2 separate regions of the Siniperca chuatsi genome follow, and region 2 is linked to region 1. A link is a contact called in public Hi-C data. All regions are on one chromosome and are shown on one strand. Each heading gives the region's core, a stretch centred on a gene start, on an enhancer-like site or on the middle of the called end of the contact. The rest is flanking DNA. Distances are from core to core; before and after follow the strand shown. Region 1 overlaps LOC122871793 (aryl hydrocarbon receptor-like). Region 2 holds the start of LOC122871793 (aryl hydrocarbon receptor-like).

Region 1 (4,139 bases), core at 680-3,179:
AGTGATTTCATAGTTCACTGACCTTCAAGTTAAAGCACAAAATCAAAGCATAAAAACATATTGTACTCATTTATAATTACTGATTTGTCTGTAGGATTCTGTTTTTACTTGTGTATTTGTTTCCATGTAATTCAGCACAGCTTCCTGCATACTCACTGTACTGTATTTCCTATTTCAGTACCTGTTTTCATTTTACATTCTTTTCGGGTGACTTCTGCCCAGGGACTACAGCTAAAAAAAATAGCCTGTTGGGTAATTCTGGCACATTTATGTGCATTCTTGTTGTGCACTCACTCTTTGTCTTTTCTTTCTTATCTATAGTTTTGCATTTATACAGGATTAAACACAAACAATACACTGATGAACCACAACAACGCGGCACATTTAAAACATAATGTTTGGTTGGTAAGTTATTATAAATCATCTCAGGTAAACAAACAAATAAAAATGATCAAAAAGGAAAGTTCGTCTTATCTCATTCAAAAGCAAATCACTTCTTGTTGAAGCTCATTGAGATTTCTGTAGAATAAAAGAGGAAACTGTGCTTCCAAGCCGATACTCCTGTTTTGATAATAATGCAAAACAAGGTGCAAAAGGCTTTAAAAAATCTGGCCACGAATAGTGACCAATAGTTACCTGTCGACTACCGTCACCACCACCGCAGCCAAACCTTACCTGCTCTCATACTGAACCTTTGGTAATTTCCCATCATGGGTTGTGAAATGTGTCAACATGCGAGCTTAAATAACAGCTTCATGTTAAAACAGACTTCTTCTCATTTTTAATCCCATGCTCCTTTGCTCCCTCTCCTCTCCTCTCGGGGAGTTTTCCCCCTGTGCCATGCCAAATGTTTTACTGCTCCCATGGCATGCTCTGCACAGCGTTTACAGCATGATTTATGGCAAAACACAACAGCGCCAATCGATTTCATGCACTCTCACATTTCGTGAATTTAAATACTGAATCGTCTTTTGTTTTGCAGCCCTACAGCAGCGTTTAAAACTTAAAACACAGCCTGAGTAGGTGCAAACAAGCACTGCTTTTTGTGTGTTTATTTACCCAGGAAAGATTAGCTGAGCACATGCACTCTTTTCCCAGCAACGCCCTGCTTCCCATCACCAGTATTATGAAGAATCCCACCTGGGAGAGTCCTACGACAGCCACAGCCTCTTACTTGTAACAACTGAGAGCTTCCCAGTACAACCACAGACATTTACTTTTGGGCATTTAGCAGCTTTAGTGGGGCAGTTTTTGCCAGCTTAAAGCACTGCTCAAAGGCAAGTGTTCAGCAGTTGCTGGCAACGTGATGATTTAAATGCCCAGGATTATCTAACCGCAAAGCCATTTTCATCCATCAGTCCAAAACCCAAACATATTTCATTTACTGTCGTTTATGACAAAGAAAAGCAGAAAATTCTCACATTTCAGAAGCTGGAATAAGCAAATATTTGTCATTTTTGCTTGAAAGGTGACTGAAACAAGAAGTAACGAATATTAATTAATGTCATATTCGAGTTTTCAGTGTTTCCGCAGGTCGCCTCTGAGGGGTAGTTACGTAACTTCAGTCAGCCAGAAAGTGTGTAGATAAGCTGAGGTTGCAGTATAATAGTTAGTGAAAGGCTGTTTGTTGTGTTTGCTAGCGCAGAAAAGAAATAAAAAGCCCCTGTTTATGTAACGTTACTACGACGTCTTCTGCTCTGTGCAGCAGTTGGTCCAGACTGTGAACAGCTAGCTAGTTAGCAGCTAACTTTATGATTTTTAGCTGTTCACAGTCTGGAGCAACTCTGTGAAACCGTATTCATTTTCTGTGGCAGCAAACACAACACACAGCCGTCCAGTAACTATTATACTGCAACCTGAGCTCATCCTCTCACTTTATGGCTGACTGAAGTAACGTGAGGTGAAGGCTCACTTTCACAGCAACACCGCTGGTTGCCCACAAGGCCACCTTCCTTAAAGGGGAAGGCTCGTCCGGTAACGCAGGCGCAGTCAGGCTGTGGGTGAGCTAACCAGAGGTGGAAGAAGTATTCAGGTCCTTTACTTAAGCAAAAGTACTAACACCAACCGCACTGTGAAAATACTCCACTACAAGTACAAGTTCTGCAAGTACTCAGTGTGCAGTAAATTCTTCCCTGTCAGTGTTTTCCAATTATATCTGATGTTTCTGGATTAATATTAATGTGTATGTTGCATTTTACTGCTGTAGATGTTTAAGTTTGAGCTGATTATAACTGCTTTATATACTGTTGGGTAGTTTAATCTACGGCAATGCATCAATCATCATGTTTGCACTATTTGAGAATTTAAGGTATGTTATTTTAGAGAAAATGTGTATATCGAGATATATATCATATATCGCGGCTTAGCCTAAAAATATCGATTTTTTTATAAGCCAAACGTAAATCCCACAAATGTGGGATTGTAATTCATCTCATGTTTCACTTTTTACAAGAGAAAAGGCCTCGAGCATGAGGATTCTCTCGGGAAACTTTCCCAACAGGACCAATGTCTTTTTTCAAAAAACAGCTGTTGGAAAAATCAGGGTGGTGTTACATTCGGGCCAATAAGGATCTTTTTTTAAGCAAGGTTTTCTTTACTCCACCTGGGAATTTCACACATTAGTTCCTCATCTCAAAGTGTGCTGAGCAGTGAAAAAACCTGCCATAGAGATGTGTTTGAAATAAAAACATCTCATGACACCTGGCTTGACATCTTTTCTGTTAACCTGCCCGCACACAAACATTCCCTCACAACTCAGGAATGATAGGCGACGCTTACAAAGGATCATCTTACACTATTGTAATTTCAGGTGACAAATGAGAGACTGGAGCTCTAAATTTAGACCTGAAAAATGTGACATTTACGGTGATAAAAATGCTCTGCAGTCCAAACAGAAACTGGACAGGATGGGACTTGACTAAATGAGACACGTTTGTACATTTAGCTGAATAATGATTAAAAGTGCAAATAAGGAACAGCGGTCCAAAAACATAACACAAACAATATGTGGTGTGTGTGGGTTGTTAACAAATATTAAGTAAAGATGTATGATACTCAGAACTAGACGCAAGAATTTTTGTACGTCTTCAGTTTCACTGTTGCCTTAGTGTGGTTTTGGTGTAAGTGTGTGTGACTATGTGTGTGTGGAGGGGGGGTCTGTCCGGGCATGCTCAGAGTTAGGGCCTATAACACACTCATAGCCGGAGGCGATCTGGTTTAGTGGTTCAGCGTCTCAGTACAGCAACAATGAGCTATTTTAGTACCAAGAAGAACAGGGTGAGACAGAAGTTTGATTAAGATGGGGGAAGATGAAATGAAAGAAGCATGTGAGGTATAAATAGAGAATGTGTGAAAGTGCTGTACAGAGAGAGGGAAATAAGAGCAAAGACAAAAGACGGAGCAAGAATCAAACAAGCGTGCTAGTTAAAGAAGGACGAAACGAGACACAAACCTTAGAAAAAATGACTATCAAAAGGAATAAATACAAACATTTACACAAATTAACCACAAACATGTAGCGAGACAAAAACTGGATAAACAAAAGTCTTATAAGAAAAGAAGAGGATCGCCGTAGTTGCCCTGGAGAACCCCCCAGCTCTGTTTCTGACGGGGTAGAAACCCACTTCATTCACCCCTCTACCCCCAACGCTGAGGTCTAACAAAGAACAGCTGACTCCTACCAAACTGCCAGAACCCTCGTAAAGCAGAAGAAACCTCCAAAACCACCTCCACCCCCGCCACCTCGTCTTCTTCTACGGCTGTATAACGAAGAGGCCCCCAAGCTTCATTAGGGCACCGCACACTGATCAAAAAAGGTTCTGCGTAGTACCAACAAAGCTTGGTGCTACGAAGACCCCTCATCCTATGGTCGTATGGTTTTATGTTGAACATATATGGTGCTCTGATGGTTTGACAATGGCACTGCTGGTTCTGCATGGGTCATTAATGGTACAAACTACTTTTTAGAAAGAAAATCAAGCATAATTCAGTCAGGTGTTGGTACACGTTCGGTCTATAAAATGTAGGAAAATTGCTTAAAGCCCACAGTCATGTCTTCAAATGTCTTGTTTTATCTGACCAACGGTACAAAACCCAAAGATATTCAATTTACTAAAGTAAAGCAACAAATCCTCACGATT
Region 2 (4,139 bases), core at 1,069-3,568, 64 kb after region 1:
TCTTTACGGCACCATTGAGAACATATAAAGAACCAGTGGAACACCATGCTTTAGAGAGCCTCTCTAGTAGGTCCCTTCCTGCACAGTTAAGTGTTTATAAAGAAACTTTTGAGAACAATAACTCTATTAAGGGCATACGAAGAACTATTTGATCTTTATTAATGGTTCCATGCATAGAAAGGTCAATTTTGAACCATTAAGGATCAATTTGAGCCACGCTGAGTCTTGTGCCGAGCACGCTGTGCCGTTCCAAAGGGTTCTTTACAGAACAGTTAGGGGTCAATAGGGTCTGTAGATTGTAACCTTCCTTAAACGTTCTTTAAAGTACCTTAAAGGTCCAATGTACAAGGATATAGGCACTTCAAAGTGATTCGTGGTGTCATTATGGAGCCAAAATGGTTCTGTTTTGGTGCAACCCTAAAGAACCACTGTCTTTATTTGCTCCAAATTGGGGTCCAAGGACCTCCAGAGGTCCTTGAAGGGGTTCTAACAGGTCCTGAAACGGACAAATCATGATATGCATTACTTCTGACACAGCACAGAAGTGCGAAGACCCTAAAAGTCCTGTGAGAAATCAGTGTGTCACGGTGCAAGAGAAAACGTTAATAAAGGGTTCCTTACAGAACCATTAAAGGTCCGTACTGAGCAATTTCAGCACCGTGATAAAAAAGAATAAATAAAACGTAGTCCAAAAAGGCTACCTCCTAGTACAAAGAGCATGTTTCTAGTGTATATACAACCGTGAAGAATGATTTTCTGGTGCTACCGTATGCATCAGTGGTTCTCAAGCTGTGGTCTGAGGCCCTCAAAGGGGAATCCAGGAGCAAACAAGATGCACTTAAAATAATAATTTGCTTCAGTCAAAAATAGAAACATACGAAGGTGTTATGATGATCTGAATGATGTGGGGATTCACTCGCTCCACTGTTAACCTCCCCGCCTCCAGAGCACACTCAAACACAAACTCAGTATAAATAATAAATCCCAATTCAACTCAGAAGGGGCTTCTTCAGAGGTAATAAGTAAAATGAGTTTCTAAAGTTTTAGAGCATTTCCACGACTCAGTCTGGGAAGCCCAGCTGTCTCAGATGGTATAATTAGATTTAAATAATACTGAAGCAACAGTTTTCTTTATTTTCCATGCTGGATAGGCTTGCAGTGTTGTTGGACTTCGGCACTTCACATTACCTTGGTCTGGCTGGCCAACATTGCATAACCACAGCAGGGAAAATAGACTTTATGGCCTTATGGCTTCAACTAAGGACAATGTAGCTACTATTGCAAACACAGAGTGCAACTTATAACCTACTACACTCTTATTACCATGTAACACAGGCTGTAATTCATACTGACTGACTGTTCTGGAGATGTTTGCACAGCTGTAACCACCTTAGTGTATATAAAGGTGCAAAGCTTGCAAGTATTACCTGTGTGAATGCATTAAAACTGGTTTTAGTGCAATAAAAGCATCAAAAAGTCGTTATATTTCCATTAAAAAAAGCATCATGCATAAGTTAAATGTGTCATGGTCATTATAAAGCCACTGCTGCACCACAGCAAAGTTTCTGTAAAGGCAGTATTACAAAAGTATTGCAGTATAAGTACAACAAACACACTCAAGGTGCATTCAGGAATATCACGTGAATTTTACAGACATACCATGGGGATCATAAAGTACAATAAAAGCATTGTATACCCGCTTCTTAGACACACAGATACTGTAGGGATATTACCGGAACATTACAGGGATTTGAGCGTGTTTATGGTTGTTGACTTACATTTTCTGGACCGGCTTCTTCCGTTTCTTCGCCGCATAAAGCGCCGTGTTCGCCAGCATGCTGACTTCAGAGCAAACAAAGTTTAAAAAAAAAAACAAAATGTAAAAATAAGTGGCTTTATCCCGGGCTTTATGTAACGTTACACGTTAACAGGTCCAAACGTGTTCTCAAGAATCACATCCCTTGAAAGAAAACGACTATATAAAGCGGAAAAATGACGGTAAAATCCCCGTAACGTCCGTCCTCTGCTGCTTTAGCGTAACGTTACTCGTGCGCATCTGAGCTGGGGCGAAAAATAACGACTTTTTGTTGTCTTTAGCTACTCCAAACGCCCGGCAGACGTTAGCAAACTATCGCAACTTTCCATAATCCCGACGTTTACGTATTTCCACACCGGATCACGGCGAATACCGTGACTTTTAGACGTTAAAAGGAGCCTAAAAAGTCCTCGGAGGATCTTTATGTAAGTGCTCTGCCTGTGCGCCTCCCCCGTTGTGATTTGACAGGGCTTCTGCTGCTGCTGCTGCTGCTGCCGCCGCGCGCTCCCGTTGCGGTTTGAGCGTGTGTGTGTGTGTGTGTGTCGCTGTAACGCGAGAGCAGAAATATTTAAGGTGGTCCGAATGTGGGCCAACTGAGACTGACACCGCAGGCGAGGAATGACTGGAAAACTGCATTCCATCCGGGCAGACCTTAAGGAGGATTTTTTAAATTGTCATCCTATTAGATTACAGTATTAAATGATTTTAGATTATATTTGCATATAAAATAGCTTATCAATAATAATAAATAATAATAATAATAATAGATTTACTGTAGCATTAATACATCTGTTTACAAATAAATCAATAAATACACTGACTATAATATTGTTTAATCTATTTACATTTACACATTTACAATAAATTCAAATGAATAAATCAATAAATACATTGACAATAATATTGATTAATCTATTTACATTAAAAACAATAAATTCAGATACTTAAATAAATACATTTACTACGGTATTAATAAGTCTATTTGCATTTACAAATATAACACATTTACTATAATATGGATTAATCTATTTACGTTTCCAATAAATTTAAATAAATAAATACATTTACCATACTATTAATCATTCCATGTACATTTATAAACACTGCAATAAATTCAAATAAAGTCTCTTGTGATATTTCATGACATGTCCCACAGTCTTCAAGAAGTGCAGCGTCCTTTTAGCCTGAATTAGGACGACACCACTGGTTTATTCTTAGAGAACCCAGTGTCCCCCAATCCCTTTACTGGGAACCAGTAAACCTTCTCACGTGTCCAATAAGGTGTCAGGTGTGAAAGCTTCAGTTTCTTTACTTTAACAGCCAAGACGTGTTGTTAATCACAGTTAATTACAGATGATAGAAGTTTTATGGATGTGGTATATTATTAGCCAGTTGTCCGGCATGACAGCTGGTTGCACCTTGTTTTGGTGGCTTGATTAATTGCAAATTTGTTTGGGAACTTGCGACACTAAAAGTACAATATCAACTAAAGGTGGGTACTTTATCTTTAGGCCCTGTTGTGAAGAAGGGCCCTCCTGAACAAATGTAGTTGTTAGCGCTTTGTTATTTCAGTTTCTATTCCTCAATAAAGTTGTGTTTTAGGGGTAGTATTCTAGTATCGGACTACTGGTTGGTCTCTTGGTTTCTGGCCTTGTAATAAAGCTGCCCTTTATCGGCCGTTTGCACTGTACTCAACGTGAACTTGGGGGCAACAGGGTATCTACACAAAGCAAAGAGGGCGCAACGGCAAAGCTCAGTTTTCTGGCGTGAAAAATGGCAGCACAGTGTGGACTGACGGCCAAAACGGAGACAAAAACATGCTTTTTCATTTTAGCTGGCCGAGTGTGGACACATCCCACCAAAAAGCACCACAGAGCGCCACAGGAAGTCATTCCTGCCTGTGGCCATCAAACTATTTAACTCCTCCCTCTAAGTGTCAGTCTGTATGACCCTAAGTCACTAAACTGGACATTGATCATTACATCTCCATCTTCCATCATTGAAAATTGTGCAATATTCTGTGTATTACTCCCGTGCAATATTAGTTTTGCCATGTTAGTTTTTCTTATTTATTGTTATCGATATTATATACCTCCATTACTCTCGACAGTACATGCACCTCTGCTCATTACTTATTACTCATTTGTTACATTGTATTACTATACTTTACTATCATCATCACCCGGTAAACCCACTTGGTACTTGACACTTAGTTTATCTTATACTTATACCCACCTGGTACTAAATTTATTTTCTGACCTGTTTTTATAGTGTTTACAGTTTTTATAGTTTTATAGTGTATCATATTGTTTGCTTACTTTCT

The links. Hi-C and Micro-C count contacts between places; a contact is called where the count stands out from the background.
Region 2: a Hi-C map of liver shows a contact between it and region 1, with 1.7 times the contacts expected there. The contact joins the promoter of LOC122871793 here to the enhancer-like site in region 1. A contact is called at or near these places in 2 of 3 Hi-C or Micro-C datasets (liver and skeletal muscle).

The regions. Positions count from the first base shown.
Region 1 is chrLG24:3,327,887-3,332,025 of ASM2008510v1, forward strand. All of the region lies in intron 2 of LOC122871793 (aryl hydrocarbon receptor-like), which reads right to left. Among protein-coding and RNA genes, the nearest start is that of LOC122872333, 30 kb to the left of the region's middle. Within about 2 kb of position 1,930, the one cell type or tissue checked has an H3K27ac peak away from gene starts, as active enhancers do. A contact at or near this core is called in liver, where this site is marked.
Region 2 is chrLG24:3,391,330-3,395,468 of ASM2008510v1, forward strand. It overlaps LOC122871793 (aryl hydrocarbon receptor-like), which reads right to left and starts at 2,319. Exons shown (of 11, transcript XM_044187179.1): 1 at 1,779-2,319. The coding sequence starts at 1,837.